Regions from separate parts of the Mus musculus genome. Here region 1 is linked to region 2. The links are chromatin contacts, called in public Hi-C maps. All regions are on one chromosome and are shown on one strand. The core of a region is the stretch at or near the end of the contact, and the rest is flanking DNA. Distances in the headings are between cores, read along the strand shown. Region 1 has its middle 21 kb from the start of Gm5084. Region 2 has its middle 28 kb from the start of Gm19866.

The links. Hi-C and Micro-C count contacts between places; a contact is called where the count stands out from the background.
Region 1: a Hi-C map of cranial neural crest shows a contact between it and region 2, with 2.0 times the contacts expected there. The contact joins two enhancer-like sites. A contact is called at or near these places in 4 of 39 promoter capture datasets (cranial neural crest, frontonasal cranial neural crest, maxillary cranial neural crest and 1 more), 1 of 15 datasets of contacts at CTCF or cohesin (the NIH/3T3 cell line), 1 of 484 Hi-C or Micro-C datasets (cranial neural crest) and 1 of 115 datasets of contacts at active chromatin or transcription factors (the NIH/3T3 cell line).

What each region holds. Positions count from the first base shown.
Region 1 is chr13:60,224,012-60,228,879 of GRCm38.p6, forward strand. No RefSeq gene overlaps it. Among named protein-coding and RNA genes, the nearest start is that of Gm5084, 21 kb to the left of the region's middle. Within about 2 kb of position 2,355, at least 77 of the 459 cell types and tissues checked have an H3K27ac peak or open chromatin away from gene starts, as enhancers often do. A contact at or near this core is called in the NIH/3T3 cell line, where this site is marked.
Region 2 is chr13:59,885,303-59,890,602 of GRCm38.p6, forward strand. No RefSeq gene overlaps it. Among named protein-coding and RNA genes, the nearest start is that of Gm19866, 28 kb to the right of the region's middle. Within about 2 kb of position 2,954, at least 73 of the 459 cell types and tissues checked have an H3K27ac peak or open chromatin away from gene starts, as enhancers often do. A contact at or near this core is called in the NIH/3T3 cell line, where this site is marked.

The DNA of each region.
Region 1 (4,868 bases), core at 1,105-3,604, 340 kb after region 2:
CACCAGTGAACTCTCACCTCTGGAACTATAAATCCAATTAAACCGTTTCCTTTATCAGTTGCCTTGGTCATGGTGTATTATGACAGCAATAGAAAAATAACAAAGACACTGGCAAAGTTCAACTTCACATGTTTGTAAGGTTGTGGTCCCATTTTGGTAAATTTCCAGAGCTACCCTTAATCCTCAAAGTCTCCACCATTTCTTGTCCATGGTCCCTACAGCTCAGAAATAGGGATAGTGTGATAATTCTACCAGGCAAAATCTGCCATCCTACTCTGTTCCTTAGGATCCTTTGATTACAGAGAATTCAACTTTCTAATCCATGGGAGCCTTTTTATTTCAAGAGCATATAACTATCAACTTTCATCAGATAATACAAACACGTGTCTAACCCTCAGAGGTTAGGCTCATGGGAACAAAGCTCTCCTAGCCTGTTTCCCTGTGATGTCTAGAGATGGGGGTGACGACTTCTCAAAGTACAGTTTCATTAAACACTTTCCAAACACTCAGTATCCCCATTGTCTTATCAGTCAGAGCTCATCAGAGTAGAGGTCCCTGTTGCTGCTCTTGGCTCTCCGTGTCTCTTGCAACAAGTACATCTGAGCCTCTCACAAGGTTGGAGGTGGGCATGGTTCTCCTTGTGTGGTCAAGGCACCTTCTTCTGGACCCTCTCAGCTGGGAAAAGGGACATGGAGTGCCTATGTAAGGAAGGCCTGCTTCCGTCATTCTCCACACAGGATGTGGTGATTGACACTCTGTGAAAATTCTGGGACTTCTCTTGACTCCCAAAGTCCTGGATTGTGAGGACAGAGACAAATTCCCAAGTCCTAGACTGTTTCAGATATTTAAAACCAGTGTCACGTGGCTTTAAACTCAGAAGTCAGATATCTTTGTTCATGGATGGTCAATTAGCTTAATTGACTGACTGATACTTTTGGCAGAAGGTTGCTTTATAGACTAGGCTGGCCTGGAATTTGCTACTTAGCTTAGTTTGGCGTTGAACTCAACAATTCTCCCACCTCAGCTAAGAACTGCAGGCCTAAATCTGCATGCCCAACTGTACTTTTCTGTGCATATTTTGTGGGGTGCAGTTTGATAACTTAGACATACATATGCACTGTTTAATGATCAAACTAAGGTAATTAATGTTACCATCTCATGCATATCATTTATCCATGTTGTGGAATGTCACACTTTTGTAATCGTTTAGAAACACTGTGAATTGCTAAGAGTCATACCTCCATACTATGTAATAGATAGATCCTTCTGCATACATGTTGTTTGGCTTGAAGCTGAATCGGAGGCTACCATTCAAAGCTTGCACCCAAGCATCGGAATCGATGACTTTTCTTAAAAACATTAAGTGTCAGACTTGTGTACTTGTGTACGGGGTATGGGACAGTGAGTGACCTTTAGATAGGACCAGTTTCCTCTGGCTGTCACTGTCTCAGGACAGCTCTGCATGCTCTAGTTTTGGACTCAAGCCTACTTTGCAGTTTCTGGTATATGGTGTGTGTGTGTGTGTGTGTGTGTGTGTGTGTGTGTGTGTGTGTTTATGTATGTAAAGGACTTTCCAGAACTGTTGTAATTCTTGGGAAGAACTGAGGGCCATTCAGCAATCTTCGACACTTTATCAGATGTGATAGTAAAGAATGCCTTTATTAATTTCGGGGGTGGGATTCTTAGAGATGAAATAGTGTGACCCGGTGCCGTAGTTCTTCAAGATTCTTCTATGCAATACTAAGATGAGCTGGCTTCGGTGCTTGACAGGGAGTTTCCAGGCCTATTTAATGGCTGCAATTCAGCTGGGCCTGATCTCTACTTGCAGAGGAACTTTATCTAAATTTCACTTTGACAGATAAGCAGGGGAGCTTCAGAAGGTTTATAAATCAGGCTGGAGCTCTGCCAACATGCTAGAAACTGAGCTCCCAGAGAAAGCCAAAGCCTAAGCCATTCACAGTGTTTTCCTGGGTGGAGAGCCAGGTTGGAGAAATGTCTGTGCTCTTACCAGATAACTATCTTGTCAGGCCTGACATCAGCCTCTCTGTGTTGCAAAATGCTCTTTGGGATCCTGATACCTTAATGGCTAGGCCCCAGTTTATTACAGGCACAGCCATTTTGCTCACATTGGAATGCTGATGGTTTCCGGCGACATTTTGGGAAAAGCAACCCCTTGCATAGGTAGGTCTCCGCAGAGATGAGATGAGAGGCGGGAGATGCAGAGACAAGGGAGGAGTGTGCTCACAAAAGCAACAGTGTCCTGAGCGAGGTGGGAATGTACCTTCTCCAGTCCAGCCTGGGTGTCTCAGAGCACTGCAGTGATTCATCAGTCATAGATGGGCAGGGGGAGGGCCTCCGGGCTCCTGACACAGCCCTCTGTAGGCGTGATGGATGTGGAGAAACTCTACCCTTCCCAGGGGGTCAGGTGGCACCAGCCAGACAAAGATCGTAAACAATTCCGTCTTGAAAAAGAGCCCCCCCCTTTCCCTTCCCTCCCTCCCTCTCTTTTCCCCTCCCCTCTGGCTCTCTCCCCTTTTCTCTTTTTTTTCCCTCTCTCTGCCAAAAAGTTACAGTATCCAGCCGTTCCTTATTAAGTTAGAAGTCTGTGGAAAAAAAAAAGAAGGAGCCTGTGCATAGAAATACTCAGTCCTTCGACCCGGCTATTTCTATGGTGCAAGCATGTCTGGAGAAGTAAGGAAATGGCATTCCTGTTTGCTGCTGAGTAAAAAACCAGCTGCTCTCTGGATTTCAGAGGGAGATGTTATCCTACCCTGTGGTCGTCCAAGGTCTTCCAAGGCTGCTCTGGAGAGGCTGTGGATGAAAACAAGAGAGAGCTAGGGGGTGGGGGTGGGGGCAGGGGTGGACAAAAGAAAGCCGTGGGTACCGTGTGCTGGCTGCTGGAGACAGTTTCCATCTTTCTGTTGCTTCCGTGTCTTTTGACATCTTTGGGATTTTGACAAAAGTGGTTCTAATTGGATCTGAATCAATTTGAGCTTTTGATAAGGTGTATAACACCATCCCGGCACCCACCCCTCCACTCCAGTGAAGTTTGAAGAGTTTCTGTATTTGTTTGCTCGCCAGACGCTGTGGGCAAACTCATTCTCAGGCATGGTGCAAAGTTTGAGCTGCGACTTCCGGGGGATGTGTGTGATGCTCCCTGCTGTTCAGGGCCATCCTCAATCTCTTCTTTCCTCTCATAGGCTGGACCACAGAGGCCTGGAGCAGTCTGCTTCTCAGTTCCCATCTGATAGGTCGAGGTGTGCTGGTCCAGACAAGAACTTAGGGGAAGTCAAGATGGCCATCCGTGCCACCACACACTGACAGTGTGCTGACTTTCCTTTACCACCAAACCCTTAGCAGGCCATGTGATGAACAGATAAGGAGTGCAGAGGAGAGCCATCCCTCAACAGCTGATGGGCAGCATAAAGGTGCAATGATGAACTCAAGCTTCCTATCTCTGAAGCTTTACTGGTCCGCAAAATCTCATTCTTGGTCCCCATAGAAACTTGCTAGAGGGTACTTTGATGTTTGCTTTTTGAAATGTATTCCTCCTATATCATTCCTTGGCACAGAGAATTCCCAAACAGGCGTCTGCAGTAGGAAGAGTTTCGCAGGCAGTGGTCAATGGGAAGATGTAATGATCAATGTGCCTCAACCCAACTTCCACCCCCACACTCAGACCTCCCCTCTCTGGCCAACCATGAAGGTTGGAAGGTGAAGGCATTCGTAGAGTCTAGGTGACCTGTTCACCAGCACGGGAACATGGTACATGCAGCTCCTGGGGCTCAGATGTCTGGTTCAGTAGTACTTTGGAAGGTGGTAGGTTTGTGGGGAGGGACCAGACTTGACTTTGAGGGGCTAGGTTAAAGCGTAGCAGGAGAGTTACTCCAGCCTGAAGACACAGACCCGCCTCAGTGAGATGAATGTCGGCACCTATAGCTTCACTTCTTCCCGCTGCCTAGAAACTCCTCACTTGGGTTCAGACTTGGCAGTTCACTGTGTTAAATATTAATTCCCAATACCACACTGTGTGCACTTATACGTAAAAAGGAGAGCAGTAACAAGCCAAGCAATGACTGTGCTGACTTACCATGGCCTTCAGGTCTTACCTAATGACTGTCTGGAATGCTCTCTATAGTCAGCTATGCTAAACCTTACACACTGGGAAGAGCACATTGCCTTGGCTTATCAGGAAGATCTGAAACATTATCTTTTTGTCTCTTTACCTTTTCCCCCTTTCTTCTTTCTTCTTTCCTTCCTTCCTTCCTTCCTTCCTTCCTTCCTTCCTTCCTTCCTTCCTCTCTCTCTCTCTCTCTCTCTCTCTCTCTCTCTCTCTCTCCCTCTCTCTCCCCCCACCCCCACCCCCAGGAATGCCTTGGCCTCCTATCTTAAAGAATCCCCTCTCCCTTTCATCCTTAAGTCTTTTTAATTCTTGCTTAGTTTTGAGGTAGCATTGAGTATGGCAGCTATGTCTTGCTCCTGGACCACGTGTGGAACCCCAAGGATACCATTTAACTTACTGATCTCTGATCTGTAACTTAGTGATAACACTTTTGATCTCCTCACGCTTAGCCACACTCAGCACCTTGTCTGACAGCTACTTGATTCCTTGTTGTGACACCTGGAGCGTCTGCAGCCTTCTTCAGTCTGTGAGGTGATGAGTGCAGAATGGAATCCACTGTGCTAAGGGTGGTGGGAGAGATCCTGGGAAAGAGCCTGCGTCTTGGGTGACATTGCAGACTTGCTGAGTGAGGCCATGGCTGTTGCTGTCCATTTTCTTCTCTGTGAAGTGATTGGTGTTTAAGGTTCTAATTAATTTAAATAGCTGTAATGGTAGGCTTCACTTCTAGAAGACATGCACAGAACCC
Region 2 (5,300 bases), core at 1,704-4,203:
AGCTACAAGTTCAAGACCAGTAAGAGCAACATAGTAATACCCCATCTCAGCAAAGGACCAAATATTGGTCTCTTCCTCTCTCTTTTACAGTCACTTATGTGTGCACATATACCCATATATAGCCATCAGAGAACAGCTCCCAGGAGTTGGTTTTCTCTTTCCACCAAGTGTCTGAGGGATCAAACTCAGGTCATGAGGCTTAGGGGCAAGTTCTCCCCCATCCCCTGTGCCATCTCCACGGCTCTTGTCTTAGTCACAGTTCTATTGCTGTGAAGAGACACCAAGGCTATGGCAACTCTTAGGAAAGAAAGCATTTAATTGGGGGGGGGGGTGGCTTACAGTTAGAGAGCTTTAGTCCATTTTCATCATGGCAGGGAGCATGGCAGCACGCAGGTAGACGTGGTACTGGAGAAGTGGCAGGGAGTTCTACATTTGAATCTGCAGACAGCAGGAAGAGAGATACTGGGCTTGGTGTGAGCATGTGAAACCTCAAAGCCCTCCCCTAGTGAGAAACTTCTCTAGCAAGGCCACACCTCTCGATCCTTCCCGAACAGTGCTATACTCTCTGATGACTAAGCATTCAACTATGTGAACCTGGGGGTGGAATAGGAAGTGAGACTCTTATTCAAACCACCGCACTGGTATAGCCTTGTTTCAAACAGATTCAACACTCATTTTAAGCATTTCTACTGAATATTCTTTGTTGATTGTTCTTCATATTTAGAAGACTGATTTAGTTTTTGAAAACAACTAAGACTCACTGAGAATGTAATTAAGTGGGGGTAATCTACTTAGACACAGAGGAGGTGATCAGTGAGAACTTCTGAAGAGCCTTTGTATGCACTTGGAAGCCTTGTGAATGTGTTGCTGCAGGAATACTTGGGCACAGATGGAACTAGAGGATAGAGTCCCATCCATGACAGTATCAGGAGGCAATCAGTCTGTTTTCATGGAAGCACCCAGAAGCCATGGCACACCATCAGAAGTTTTTTAGTGTATTTCTCTCTATGGAGTCCTGACAAATGCAGCTCAACTATGCAATGTAAGACAGACCAATACGTGCATGTCATTAGCAAAGAATCCTTCATCATGTGTCTTTTCACATGCTTGCTTTAGCAGAACATCCTCTCTCCTGTGTCTGCTTCAGGAAAACACTCCTTCACGTGTCTGCCCCAGCAAAACACCATCTGACACAATTGACTTTCCAAAGAAACTGTAAGTTTCCACTTCAAGGAGCCTTGCCTCTTGAATTTCATAAAATGTAAAGGCAGGTCAAGTGTCACCTCAGTTGTCTCAAGGGCTTCTTAGGAGCTGGAGAAATGGCTCAGTTGGTAAAGCAACTGCCATGTAAGCCTGAGATCCCTAGTTTGAATCCCCAGTGCCCACTTGAAAAATTGGGTGTGGTAGCATGTGTTTACAAGTGGGTGTTTTGCCTGCAGGGATCTGTGTACCACATGCATGTAGTGCTCCTAGAGGCCAGAAGAGGGCGCTTGGATCCCTTGGAACGGAAATTACAGATGGTTGTGATTTACCAAGTGGGTGTTGGGAACTAAACCCATCTTCTCTGAAAGAGCAGCAAGTTCTCTTAACCGCTGAGCAAGTGTATGTGATCTAAGCTCTGGCTAAGCAAAGATTAGCAGATCCTGGAGCTCAGTGCAAGACCTTGTTTCAGGCCCTCCTTCCTATATCGGTGTTAGGGAGTGGTCAACATTGGATACCTCAATCTCTCATGATCTTTGTCATCTTTTTGGTGCATGTGTCTCCCATAGAGTGACCTTAGGAATGGGCCTTGCTCTGGCTGATGGCGTCAGAGCTCTTCCAACCACAGCAGGCAGGTTCTGCAGGGCCCTTTACCCTTGGTCCTTAGCCAAGAGGTTTGCTTCTCTTTGCTCCCCTGTCCCAGCGTGGAGCTAGGGTACAGATTTTGATGGCCTCTTATTAAGGTCCAGGGATCAGAACAGAAGGGAAGCAGAGAATGTGAACTTAGGGTCCAATCCTAAGCCCAACAGTGCAGCTCTCCTGAAGGGTCCTTTCGGCTGCCCTTGGGAAGCCATAGTCAGCTCCTCCCCACCCCCACCCCCCACCAAGGAATAACTGATTGACACGGGAAAGGAAGGAGTAGGTTTCCCTCCCTCAGAAAAGCAGGAGGCCCGTGAATCACCGCTCTGATTCAGCTCTGTGGAGCAATCTTCATTTCCAGACCAAGGCTCTACTTTGTCCCCAAGAGATGGATTTAATTAGAAGTTCCCTCCTCCCCACTGAGAACTGCTGAGAGCCTTCTTGATTTATTTTCATACAAGGCAGGGTGTATTTTGGTGTTTTTCCTAAAATAAAGTAAGAGTTGCTACAGGCAGCATTGATCTTCCAGAAGATGGTGGAGAGCTTCTCAGAGACAACAAAACAAAACAAAACAAAACAAAACCAAAAACAACCCACTCCAGCACCTTCTTGAAGCACCAGACCACTATTACCTCTGCAAACTTCAAAAAGGCAACCAAACTTTCCCTTCAAGGTGATGCGCTTTTGTTGGGATGGGCTCTGCCATGCCTCAATAACGCGTATCACCCAGATGTTTCTGGCCTAAACTACAGTGGGTTTGTTGGTTCCTCACTTCTAGTCCACACCCCACACAGATAGGCCAAGATCTGCTCTCATTGAGCTGTATTCAGAGCACTTTCTTTGAGAGCCCTGACTGGCTACTGTCTCGACTTGCAGGCCATGGTGGTACATGGAGTAGAGAGAACTCTAACCCTTGTCACTAATCAAATCTGTCCCAGAAGTGGCAAAAGTCACTTCTGTCTCCTCCCATTCACCAGAACTGGTCACTGGGTCTCACCCAATGACCCAGCAGGCAGGAAGTACAAGCCACCTTCCCTTGTAGCCTGGAGGAGTTGACAGTTATTGACAACAGCAACCACAGCATTCCAGATAAACATTTGTGGCTGAACAGAGCTTCCCCTCCCCCATCACATCTGTGTTCTCTTAGTCTCTTCTTGAAACCTTGGGGACAGCAAGGGTTTCTAGTAACAAGGACACATGCTATTATTCAATCTGTGACTGTCCTTGACATTATGTGCTTTGAGTTACTTCTATTTCCTGGGGATCTCTTTCTCTCTCTCTCTCTCTCTCTCTCTCTCTCTCTCTCTCTCTCTCTCTCTGTGTGTGTGTGTGTGTGTGTGTGTGTCTGTCTATCTGTCTGTCTGTCTGTCCCCATCTAACTTTGAGGATATTCTGAAAAGTGAAGACTAGACTCACACCAGAGCTCTCTGCTGCCTCTGGGGAAAAGGTGCCTTCACCTTAGAGTTGGTCCTGGGTGCACATTTTGTTTCTTTCTCAAATATTCATGTATTTTTATTTCAGATTCCCAGCATTTCTGTCAAAGGCTCATGTCCTCCTCTCCTCCTGTCTTGAACTTTTAACTCCAGAGCCTCTGAGGCCAAATAAGTATCACACCCATGGCTAGAGTTAATGTTAGAGTTAGGAAGAGTTCAGCTCCTGGGTATGTTTTTTTTTTTTTTTGTGGTTTATGATTGCTATTCATATCATAGGGTGTTAGTAACCACAGAGACAAGACACTGTAGAGCCATATAATGTGAGCACACATAGACACACACACACACATACATACACACACACACATGCACACACACTTATACACACATATACACACACATATACACATACACACACACCTATACACACACATATACACACACATACACACATACATACACAGACACGCATATACAGCCACATACACACACATATACACACATACACAGACACATACACACAGACACATACATATACAAATATACACACACACACACACCAATATATACAAATACACACACACACAGAGCACAATTATAACTAATTCTTTATGTTTGAAGGTATGTATTTATCAGAGTTAAATTTCCCACAGTGAGATAGCTCACCATGAGAAAAAACAATTACAGTTACTGAAAATCATTTTTCTTAGACCCATTTAAAGAAGCACAGGGATGTCTTTGCAGCAGAAAATACAGTGGATACAGGAGACAGGGTATGCAAAGCCCTGAAAGCAAGCCATGTGGCATAGGAGGGCAGGAGATTTTAAATACTCTTAGGTCAGGCTAACTTGTTCTAGGCTAAGAACAGAATCCAAACATGGCTAAACCAGAATACTCAGACCTCTTTACAAAACGTATGTGGATAACATTATTTTTTGGAGAGATTATGGGAAGTGACTTTCTTGTTAATACAATTATTTGGGATTACGGCTCAATCCTGGCATTACCAGTGAGATTTTGAGATACCGGGAGGAGAGTTTTTGCTGTGTGTGTTACAGCCCCAGTTCACAGATCAGCACGAAGGCTCTTCCACAGAGAAGAAAAAGTGGTCAAAGTTTGTAAGACTGACCCTAAACTGAGCACAATTCGCCCTTTACAGAGGGGGGATTTTTTTTTCTTTTTGTCTTTTGTTTTCCTCTGTGCCACAAGGTGGCGGTGATCACATTCTCAAACAACCATCTGCCTCAGCTAAAATGAAGCCATGAAGTGGCAAAGTTTGATGTAATCTGCATCAGGAATGGAACCAGTATGTTCACAGTGGAAGGCCGGCACGGTTGCTATGGGAACGTCTCTCTCAATCAGCTTCCTTAACCCCTCAGGAGATAAATGGAAATGACCAATAGCCTTGTGGAAGGACTTCCTGCCATGAGGTTCTGCCTGTCCTCCACAGTGGGACCTCTGCCTGAGACCACAGAATGGGTTCTCCTTCTCTGCTACCGTCCTGTAGTTGTATCAGGGGTAGATAAGAAGCAGCCTTTGGCATTTATGGTTGGACACACAATGTGCTACTAGAGGAAGAGCTGTTTAAAAGATTCATAAGGACTGTACTGAGAGAGCAAGGAGTCACAGAGTCCCACACACTAACTTAAGGCCACTTATCTTTTTGTACCTAGAAGGACAACTCCCCTGGGTGTCACAGAGTGCACCTGAATGGTTATATCAGTACCTCTTAAAATGTAGGTGTGACATCTCTGCATCCTCGGGACAAGCGGAGGCATGCTGGTGACTTCATAGCCATCTTTTCAGACTCTATTGATATTTTCTAAATTCTGAGGGGAGAAAGACATTTCTAAATAAGGATCCATGTTCCCTCTCTCCAGGCTTAGCCAAGTTGGATTATCCTGTGTAAATTATTCAGGGACCCCCCCCCCCCACACACACACACACACACACGCACACACGTACACACTTAGCTACAAGGTCTGAATCCACATCTCTCCCCTGAAAGGGTTGGGTCAGGCACTTGGC